Regions from separate parts of the Gossypium hirsutum genome. Here region 1 is linked to region 2. The links are chromatin contacts, called in public Hi-C maps. All regions are on one chromosome and are shown on one strand. Each heading gives the region's core, a stretch centred on a gene start, on an enhancer-like site or on the middle of the called end of the contact. The rest is flanking DNA. Distances are from core to core; before and after follow the strand shown. Region 1 holds the start of LOC107957237 (selenoprotein F). Region 2 holds the start of LOC107948113 (stearoyl-[acyl-carrier-protein] 9-desaturase, chloroplastic-like).

Region 1 (6,194 bases), core at 3,212-5,711, 190 kb after region 2:
CCAATAATCTCCACACGTCCATGTGGTTTACCCGTGTGAGGCCTACGAGCTTGTAGGGCCCATACGGCCTAACGTGACCTAAAACGGCCTAAGCCCATAAAATCGCTCATGGTGGCATCTACGATCAAACGCCACGTTTTACATGTTCAAACTACCACACGAGCAAGCATACGCTCGTGTAGCGTCTATGGTCATACTTTTCTAGCTTTTGCCAATCTACGTCTAAAGCAGTGTGATTACACACCTGTTTATGAGAAGAGCGCAAATCTCTACATACACCAACCTAGATTCAAACATGACCCAATGCCAGTCATTTAATCGTTAGGGTTAAACACCCTCTTATTAACACCTAATCCCCAATATGGTACATGTTACTTACCTTGGTTAAGCAAGTACGGTTTAATCCCCTCATTAAACCAGTGATCACCAAATCCTTTGCACAACTTGGATTAGATCCTAATCTCTTTAATTATCACCATGAACAAAAATAACTAGAACCAAAAGAACAACAACTTACCACCACGTAGAACTAAGAATGGTTGATAGAAGAAATCGACCTATATCCATCCAAGAGTCGAAAGTATACAGGATAACAGAAGCAAAACGAATTGATTGTACCTTTATCAGGAATCAGCAACATAGGAAGATGTTAGAAGAAAGACTACAACAGTAGAGAGAAACAAGAGAGAAACATGAGCACTTACCGATTCGTTAGAGAACCCCTACTAGCCGAAAACAAAATAAAAGAGTAAAAGGGGGTGAAGTATTCAGCTAACCTACAAACATGGAAGGAGAAAAGAACAGAAAGACAAAAATGAGGGGGAAGAGTAGATGTATTCGGTTTAAAAAATGTTAAAGGGAACACTTGAGTAAAGCCGAAGAAACAGAGATGATGAGAGAAAAGGGGTATTCGGCCACAACAACTAAGATGATGAGAGGGAAGGGCAACAGGAGCAGTAGGTCAAAGTTTGAGAGGGGGAGAGATAGAGGGCATTCGGCCACAGAACAAAATCCAAATGACAAGTTCCCAAATGGTCACACTTAGCATTCGGCTACCAAACAAAACCACAAAACCAAAGAAGGACAAGAAGCAAAAGAAGCAAAAACTACTGAAAGTGGGGAGCAAAACCTTACAATTTTCGGCACCAAGAACCTATGACTGAATTGGCATAGTGGAGTTCCGAAAATCAGAAAACTACCTCCACACACCTCAACCACCTATAACTCTCTCCTAAAATCTCTCCACAACATCCTCAAACTGATCACCATCCAAATCCCCCTTTCTTCTCCTAAATTTCGGTTACACACTCCCCTACACCTTTCAAACACTTCAACCGTCCAAGCAATAGAGTTCTACTAACACACAACCTCTCACACGGCAACATGCAAAATAAAAAACCCCTTACGCGCAACACGGCTCGAACTTAAGCCTCCTAGTAGGAGTTACACTCCACTATCCCTTGGACCAATGGCCTTTTTATGACTTGATTTTCCCACAATTATTTAAGAACCCATTATCTAGAAGCAAGGGTTTTATTCTAAAAAAATAAAGTTTTTTTTTGCAATGCCCAGGCTTGAACCTAAGACTTCTCAGGCACTTCCCAAGACACTTAACCACTGAAGCAGACATGTAATTGCGTTACACAACATACAAAAAATAAGTGCCTATACTTTTGGTGTTACAATATTCTTTCCAAAAGAATACTATCTTCCATGAATATTAACTTTGGAAAGAAGTTGAGAATCGTATCCGTCAAGTAACACTATCCACTAGACGGTATTGTTCTCCAGGAAATGTTGTCCTATGGGTAATGCTGTCCGCCAGGAGAAACTGTCTGCCACTTAATACTCATCTGCCAATGATAAGAATCTACCATAGTTGTATATAAGAAGGTATATGCCTATTATATTGGCATGAAGTTTGTTCGCTTTAACTATAGGGTGTGACCTTGTAGGTTTTTGTAACGTTGATATTAATACTAGAACATTTCTAATGTTATAAGCAATGAGTGGCATCTAGCAATGCATTATTGCTATTGAAGTTACAAGAAGTCATGATTTGACATAACCTTTCTATGATAAACTTTTTCATGTATATCCTTTTATCTTTTATATCTAGATTGAATATAAGTAATGATATAGTCACACTTGTGTAGTCCAGTCTCATATTTCTTGATATTCTGATTAGACTAAAAAAATTGTTATATCTCATATAAACTTATTTGAGTATGACCATGCATTTCTAGTCTCACTCCATCAAGTGGCCCAAGATATTACTCCTATTATGTAAGAGGGATAAATCCTATCTTGATCAACCATTTCTCGCTACATGGATTATGGTATATCTAACATCAGTCTTTATAGTACAACCTGTTATGGTAGACGTTTGACTGTATCAAAATATACAACTCAGAATGTTGGGACAATGATAACCTCAAGCCTGAGGATCATATACATAGTTATCAATATGAGTAATGTTTGTAATTATTACATAATAATCCAAGAAACATACTCATGGTGGTTCAGTCCAGTATGTTATTCTCTAACACATTCATATGTATTAATTTTGACATCCTTATGTTAATGATAGCACTTTGTCATCAATCAACTACACATTAGTCTCAATGCATTATTATTGTCCAAACCCACAATAATACTTGACTAAGGGCCTTTTAAGAATAATCATATTATTCTCAGGACTTTATTATTAATCAATTTATTTATATAAATAGAAAAAGAAACTGAAATAACAATGACATTGCCTTCTAGTAACAAACAAGGTAAAATGAGTATGTAATTACAACCATCTCATGATTGGTCTTTGGGTATACTCTAACAACTATCCAATCACCGAATTGGTAAATGTTTAATCATTTTGAAGTTAAGCTTGTGGCGTGTATATAGGTTTCTTGGTACATACCTTATGGTATAAAAATCTTGATGAATTGAACATGGAAATGGATTTGGTTTATGATGTTTTGAATGATGTGCATGACAAATGAAGTGGTTAATTCTTAATTTAACAAAATTGGATGCTTTTGGTAAGTTAGAACATGAACTTATTAATTGGTATTTGAATTTAGAAATGCTTGAGATATAAACTAGTGAATGGTTTATTTGGTTCATGATTTATGTATTAAACATGTCTATAATGAATTGTGTATGTAATGGGAGTAAAATGGTATGTTTTGATAAATTTGATATAGGTAATGTTAAGCAATTGAATGAATTTGGTTAGTATGCTCAAATGGTAATGAAATTGTTTAAGCTTAATTGGTGAAAGTGAATTGAATATCTTGTAAAAAAGTTGAATTGAATGTTTAAACTTGAATGGTATGGTTTTGAGTATGTTTTGTACCAATTAGGTTTGATATTTGGTGCATAAAATGTTATGTATGGTTGGAAGTATTGAAATAGGTACCAAATGGTTTATTTATACCAAAAACAGAGTCATTGTCTCGACGACCATTCTTCTTCGCTGCAACGTCGATCGACAGTAAGTGGCGTTACGACATTGAATGACCTGACTCTATGGCATGATAAACTGTTTCCACGACATGGAAGTGATAATGTCACGATGTCAGCCTTGAAGTTTTAAAACTTCACAATTTGGTCCTATTTTGAGCTCGGATTGACAAAAGAGCTTTCGTAAGCTTGATTAAAACTGGATTTGATTGGTTTATATGAAATAAGTATGATTGACATTGAAGTGCATATGCGTATGAAATTTTTTACTGTAAAATGATTGTAGTTACTCCGACAATGAATGTAGCATCCTATAAGTCGAACCTAACAATCGGGTCGAGCGAGGAGTGTTACACTCATCTTTTTCGACCTTAAGTAATATTTTTACCTAACCTGAGCATGATAGTCATTAATGTTGAAAAAAAGAGAAAAGTTGAAACTGCGTAAGCCTTCTTCATGATTTTTTCCCCTTAAATTATTTTATTTATAAAATTATTATTTAATAAATAAATTTCATGTTAGAAAATGAGAAAAAATATTTATTTATTTATAATTATTTATAATTTTGTATGTATTTATATAAATCTTATGTATTTTTATTGAATAATGAAATTTTAAATAATTTTTTGTATTTAATTCTTTTAGTATTTAAGAATCATGGCTAATTTGACCGAATATGTAAAGTTGATAGGTAAATTTGTTAATTTTTTAAGATTTAGGACTAAATTAATAGAATTTGTAAACATTAAAGGGTTAAATTTATTATTATGTAAATATAAAAAAGGTCATCATTAGTGATTTAACTAAAGAGTGACTGAAATGTTAAATTTTAATAATGTTAACAATTAAAATAAAAATATTTAACCTAGATGACCTAATAGTTAGATGATTACTTTTGAAGTTCATCTCGTAAAAAATTGAGTGGGTAAGAAACTTGTCCGACCCAAACCTGACCTACTTATGGACAAAGGTAGCGACTTGTATTTACATTGTTAAAGTAACAAACGACATCGTTTTTATTTCGCTATCAACACTGGCGTTCCGGTTTCCCTTTTAAAGAGGTTAGAACTCAAAAGTACTCTTTCCTCTTTGGAAGCGAAGGAAGCGACTTTCAACTTTGAAGAGGAAGACTTGTTAAAGGAAAGAAGCTGTAAAAGTGAGATAGAGATGTTGAGGTTCACGTTATATTATTGGGTGTTAATAGTTATTTTAATTCCATCTGCCTCCTTTGTGATTGTATCATCATCGAAAGAACAGCTAAGTTCAAAGCAATGTGAGGATCTGGGTTTCACGGGTTTAGCCCTTTGTTCTGATTGCAACACTTTTTCTGAGTATGTCAAGGACAAAGGTACTGAATCAATATCCTCTTCAAAAAATAATTGGAAAACAAACTTGAAAATTCCTTTTTATGCTGCTATAGCGGTTTGCTTGATTAAATTTTGGAAATTTAAGGTGAATTCTTTGGATTAAATTTGGTTTTTTCAGTCTGGGTTTACTTTTTATTTTTTAATTTCTGGGTTTTGATTTTAGGGTATCAGAGGGCTTTGTCTAATCTTTAATTGGGGGGGGGGGGGTTATTTATCGATTTTGATGCGTTTTCCAGTTGGCACTAATGCATCTCTTTGTAATATGGTCAAATGTCAAATAATCATGATAATTTTCTATATAAGCATCTTTGTAGTAGGCAGCAACATTTTAAGTGGTTAAATGACTTAGAATTTCCAATTTAAGGTCAGATCCATTCTTAGCTTGATTGGCAGATTGTTGCAAATACATGAATAGGTGGGTTGGAATGCGTAGGAGCACATTATCCCCCAATTTATGTTATTTATGAGTTGAGAGGGGCAATGGGTAGTTCTAGGAATTGTGTTAAAAAGATTTGATATGATCAGAACGATTATTAAAAAAAAAAAGGCCAGTTGCTTTCTCAAATTTCTCAAGCTATGGCTCCATTCTATTGAAAATTTCAAAATTTCTAAAGTGATTATCATTTCAATACCACATCTGCAATGTCCATTAGGAAGCTTTTTTTTTTTTTTTAAGGAAAATCCTAGTTAATTTTTAAGTATTAGAGTTTTATTGTTTTTCAAATTGCCCTGTCTCCTTTTTGCGTAATCAAATTCCTTAGGCTCCATTCGTGTTTAATTTCCCTGCCTCCTTAAATTCCTTAGGCTCCATTTGGATTTTAACTTAAGCTCCAGTTAGCTGCTGTGAGCTGTATCTAGCACCAAAAAGCTGAATGGTTACCTATTTGATTGTCATCTTCCTGTGCAGTTGGGAACATTTTAACTGTACTATTATGTAGAAATAGAACTATTTTGTGCCTTCAGTACAAAATGAAACTGCCTTGTGATTCTTCTGCTTGATGATGCTATTTCAAGTATGCTGAACCATCATTGTGTGCCAAGTGTAATGCATTTGATTAACAAAAAATGAGTGACACTGGAAATTTAAACAACACAGCTGCTTTGGTGTGTTTATCTTTAATATTAGACTCAACAATAAAGACCAAATAATTGATATGTGCATTACATGCATCAATCTGACTGTAACTATGTCTATGTGTTTTGATGGCAGAGTTGATATCTGACTGCTTGAAATGTTGCACAGAAGACTCAGATGATTCTACAAGTAAGGTATGAAACATGCTTTGGAGATGGGTTTCTTTGGCACGGGAGAGAGGTTCAAAATTTTATGCTTTAATAGATTTTTAACCACTCATGTAATTT
Region 2 (5,625 bases), core at 2,188-4,687:
TTATTTTTTTACTATTTTTAATAACTTTTACATTTTTTTACAACTTTTAATAATTATTTTATAATATTCTAAAACACATCCATAATAAGTCTAGACTAGTTGATGTCCATAATTAAATGCACTTGAACGTACATTTGTTCATGTTCATTCAGAATGTGCATTTTTAGTTTTTTAAACAATTTTTAAAATTTTATTTTCTTAGATGTGTACTGACGTGGCATGTTATGAAACATACTTATTCATATGGCATGTCATGTATCACTTTTTCGTTGCTTTTGTTAATTACGTCGACATCCATTAACAGTCAAGCTGGTTAATAACAATTTCTATTAGCAGAAGGGTTTCGTTGATTTTTTTAACTCAATTGCGTGCACTTTTTTTTAAGGGCTTAATTGTTTTTACTCTACCTTATATACACTTATCATCATTCCAACAATACTTGTGAATTTTTTAAACTCCACATGTACCATATCTTTATAACAAAACTTTAACTATGGGCTCTCTTGCGGTATTTCTTCAATGGAAGAAACCACTAAAAGTTAGAGAAAATTATTTAGAGCTTAGTTCAGTTTATAAATGAAAGCATGAACATAAAGAAGAGTTAAAATGTTACGCGGCATTGTTGGGAATTTTTAAATTTTGCCAATCCAAAACAAAATAGAGGGAGATGAAATTTTAATTTTGTTGAAAATTTCTAATAATATCCCATATCTCATTTTAGTTGTATTTAGAAGAATCTTTTACTAAAAATCATAAGAGAACTTATAATTAAAGTTACTCTATTTAAATAATAAAACGAAACTTGTCGACATCACTGGAATTCGAAATAAATAAACTTGAGTTTTTAAGTCTAATAAGACATTCTCTTTCCTTATTTCCTCTTGTACTAAACTCGACATCTGTAGTAAAATCCAAATGAATGATTCAACTTAAAATAATAATATGAATGAAATTCAATCAAAAATGTATAGAGTCATAATTAAAGTTTTTTATCAAACAGTGCAACCCTAATATTGTATAAAAATAAGAAATAAAAAATAAAAACCGTAGTCATGGTATAGTAACAGTGGGTATATTATTAGCTGAACTATGTTACTCGTGTAAGAAAAAGTACGATCTACAGCTTGACATTTACCACTTGCGTTTTCTTCAGTGACAACGTTAGATGTTGAAGGTTGTCACATTATATGTAAAGTAGGTTTTCCCATTCAAAACAAAACTAACCCAATATCGAGAAGGAAGTTTTTATTGCAAACTAAAAACTATGACTACACAGCATTATCACTAAGATATGAAGATTGTTTCAACAAAAACAACACATACTACTCGTACAACGATATAACAGACATTATGAAAACAAACATCTAAAACTATCACAGCTGCCACTATCGGCATTATTTTTTAAGGACACAACACATCCAGAAAACAAGTGCTACCCTATTACATATACAACCACTATTACATCGGATATATAAAGAGAAGTTTGCATTCAGCTTCTTCGTGTTTGTTTCCTCAAATGCATTGCAGGAGTCTTAACTGTATTTCATGGCCTAAAGTTTCACTTCTCTATCAAAGATCCAACTGAATGGGATACTGGGTGCTTCCTTGGCCTTTTCTTGCGCTCTCTCCTCTAACCTTCTAATTCTCGAAGGAAGTGCACACAAGTAGTCCTGAGCTTTGCGCCCCTCGGCCGAAAGCCCAGCTAGCTCCTTCACCTTCCATCGATCCACCAGGTGCTCTACTATATCAACATAGTCCTTAGCAGTGTAAACCCCGATTCTTTGGGCGACAGCTGAGTAGTGGTCAAATAAGTTATAATCTCTGCCATCATAGATGAACTCAGCCGGCATGGCAATTTTCTTCTTCATCATATCAGCAAATGCCTGGACTGTTTCATCAGGATCAATCTCAAACAGCTTTTCAACGATTTTGGTATAGGCTGTCTCGTGGCGCTTCTCATCTGAGGCAATGCTACCACAAATTTGAGCCAAGTTAATATCCCCATACTCCTTGGCCAGCCTGCCTGTATTCCCATGGGAAATAAAAGTTGCCCTTTCTTGGAACGAAGTGTATATGAATCCTCGGTAAGGACTATTCTCTGTATGAGGATCCTATCGTTATACAGAAGAAAGAGTTTAGTTTAACAATGACAGATTGGAACTGTATAAAAAGAAAATAATGACATCTTGCATGCTTGTCTGTTTTCCTTTCTTTGTAATTGAAAAGAGTAATTAAATGTCAATCACTCAATCATCCTCCTAAACTGTGTAGCAAGTATGTTATTCTTACCATTCCCGATCCAATCAAGTACTGGATTGTCCTCTCAATTTGCCTCATGTCCACTCTCCCAGACAAGTAGAGATACTTATTAAGCAGATCACCATGCCTGTTTTCTTCAGCAGTCCAAGCCCTGGTCCAAATGGCCCAAGGGGTAAGGCTAGCACCTGTCTCATCACGAGTTCCATCCAAGGTATTAAGCATTGTTTGATAAGTTGAAAGGGCTTCCTCAGTGATCATATCACCAACCAAAACTACAAAGTAATCATCTGGGATTTCCTTTGCCCTTTCCCTAAGCTCTTTGACTTGCTCATGAAATCCGTCAGAATTAGGATCTGGAAGAAAGTCGGCGGGTTGCCAACATTTCTCAACTGGTTTGAGGTGAGTCAGAATGTTGTTCTCAGCCCAGCCCTCCAAAGATTTAAAGATCTCAATCTTGTGAGGCGGCATGGAGTGGGTGATCTGAACAGGCACCTCCTTTGGAGGCGTGAAAGGCTTTTTCAGATTCCCAACCTCTCTGTGTTCAGTAAAAATAAACCAACTTTGGGATTACTTTCATTCTCATACTCATACATCATCATTGTTACTAAGGATTCAAAGACAACAATATCATAATTTGAAAAAGTTCAAATCTCATCATAACAATGATTAGAGGCCATTAAACAACAAGAACGTTAAGATTGTGAGATATCATAAAAGAGAAGTCCTGAAAGCCATGTCAGTTAGACAAAACAACAAAAACCCAGATTCAAAATCAGCTTTAAGTAAAAAAAAAAAAGAAGAAGAAGAAAAAAAGGTTATGCCAAAATGAAAAGAAAGAAAGACACTAACTTGGAGCCAGAAGGAATGGTGGAGATCATGGAAAACTTGGGAGATCTGAGGGTGGCCTTTCGTGGAAGAGCAAAGCAAGGGAGCTTCTGAGATTTCGAGGCGATGGGATTAAAATTCAAAGCCATTTTTTCTTTTCGTTTGGCTTTCCTGGTTTGGGTTTTGGACGGCTTTTAACTTTATAGACTCCTCCGTCTTTGTTTGCAAGTGTTGAAGAGTTCACTTAAGGGGGATACTTTATTGGTGCTACTTTAACACATTAGCCCTAACTTTTGTTTTAATTGCTGATTTTCTCTACATATTTTTAATGTAAAAAAAAGAAAAGAAAAGAAGAAGCCGACATCGCTTAAACACACACTGTACAGTAGACTAGACTAGTGGTGGCGAGAAAACATGCAATCGCAGTTTAATTACGTGTACCTTTCTTTTCAATGACAGTTTAATAATTAATATTTTTATAATTTTTAAAATATTAAATTAAATTTTTATTATTTATAAGTGGTAATAATGTAATTTAATTTTTATTATTTTAAATTTTTAAAAGGGTTAAATGAATAATTTTTTATTTTTAGGGAGTGGAGCTTGCCAATCCCTTAAATCCACCATTGACGTTATTTGTATTCTTTTTTAATAGTTGTATATTATATTATTATTTTGAATTTTAATAATTTTATTTTAAAAAAATCAAATCCAAATGAAAATTTTAAAATTTAAGAAGAAAATGTTGATGTGGCACGAAATTATTGAAACGTGATAATATCTCTGTTTCATACAATCTTTTTTCTTAAACTAAATGTACGGGTGATAGTTGCGAATATAATGACAAGTTTGGATATAAAAAATAAAATGTAATATTTAAAGAAAGGGGTGAATTTTAAAATTATATATGAATTTTGATTTAATGTGCAATTATATGAACTTTAATTTTATGTAATTATATACATGAAACTCTAATTGTGGTTCAAATATATACTTAAAACTTTAATTTTAATTTAGTCATACACATTTAAATAAATAAATACATCAATTTATTTTTATATTAGATAAAAATAATTATTTATGTATGTAATATATAAACAAAATTTCATGTATAAAATTACACAGAATCAATATTCATGTATATAATTACGCATCAAATCGTAGTTCATGTATAATTTTGATATTTATCCCGTAAAAAATAATATATTAATATGTTTATATATATTAATATTAGAAAATACATCGTTACCTAACGAAAAAATAAATTAAAATTGCAAATGTGATATATATATTTTTAAGGATAACGGAAAAAATTACCTTATGCTTTACCAAATCTTTCAATGTGGTATCTTCACTTTTAATTTGTCCTATTTAGTATATGTACTTTAATTTTGTTAATAGTAAAAATATTTAATCTTAACCCCGTTAAAAAATTGATGACATGGCATACTGACCAATCAAGGGATGCCACGTGTCTATTTATTGACCTTTGATTGCTAGCTCAAGCCCTTATGACTAGGGGTGTTCAATCAGTTAACCGACCCGAAATAACATTAACCGAATTAACCGACCTTTCAAAATTTTTAACCGTTAACCGAACTGAAATTTTTAAAAAAAAATTAACCGAACCAAAAAATTTTCGGTTAATTCGGTCGATTAACCGAATTAACCGAAAATTATATCTTTTTTTAATTTTTGGTTAAAATAAGTATAAAATTAACCGAATTAATTGAATTACCCGAATTACCCAAATTAATCGAATTAACTGAATTATTTGTATAAAATTATATGTTTTTATTTTTATTTTTAGTTTTAGATTTTTATTTTTATTTATTAAATTATTTGTAATTTTTATGATTGGGTTGGGTAATTGGGTTGGGTTGGGTACTTGGGTTAGTATATATTAGATTGGGTATTTGAGTTTATGTTGAATTGGTTTTAGTGAATAGTGAGCTATCTATATATTATAATTTTATTTATTAATTTTTTCGATTAATCAAATTGTTTTGGTTAACCGACCAGTTTCGAACCGAATTAACCGTTAACCGAAAACTCAAAAAATTATTAACCGACCCCAACCGAATTAATTCAGTTAACCGACCAATTAACCGAATTCGGTCGGTTAACCGAATTTTTTTGGTTTTACCCGAATTTTGCACACCCCTACTTATGAGCAATTCTTCCATTTTATTTTACTTTTCATAGAAATAATCTCTTACCAAAATTAATTTTTTTAAAATTTAAAATTTATATAAATTCACTGAAAATAAATTTTTCTTCAAAATAAAAAATTTATATAAAAAATTTAAAAATGTAAAATGTCTTAATATATTTTATTTCTAAAAATTATTTTTACATTTTCCCAAAAACAAATCAAGTTCTCCTTTTCAATTTTTATTATTTCCTACTAATTTGCTTTCAGTTTTATACTACAAAGGGAAGACGAAAAAGTAATGATAGAATTTCTAAATCATTCTTTCTGAAATAAATCTCTCTTTAAACATATGAAATGTTGTAAGGAATTTGAGTAGAACATGAATC

The links. Hi-C and Micro-C count contacts between places; a contact is called where the count stands out from the background.
Region 1: a contact with region 2 is called in a Hi-C map of leaf, with 2.2 times the contacts expected there. The contact joins the promoter of LOC107957237 here to the promoter of LOC107948113 in region 2. A contact is called at or near these places in 2 of 34 Hi-C or Micro-C datasets (both in leaf).

What each region holds. Positions count from the first base shown.
Region 1 is chrA05:65,425,927-65,432,120 of Gossypium_hirsutum_v2.1, forward strand. LOC107957237 (selenoprotein F) reads left to right here and starts at 4,462. Exons shown (of 4, transcript XM_016892705.2): 1 at 4,462-4,813; 2 at 6,043-6,101. The coding sequence starts at 4,633.
Region 2 is chrA05:65,236,281-65,241,905 of Gossypium_hirsutum_v2.1, forward strand. LOC107948113 (stearoyl-[acyl-carrier-protein] 9-desaturase, chloroplastic-like) reads right to left here and starts at 3,438. Exons shown (of 3, transcript XM_016882581.2): 1 at 3,109-3,438; 2 at 2,290-2,794; 3 at 1,231-2,111. The coding sequence starts at 3,233. The coding sequence ends at 1,551.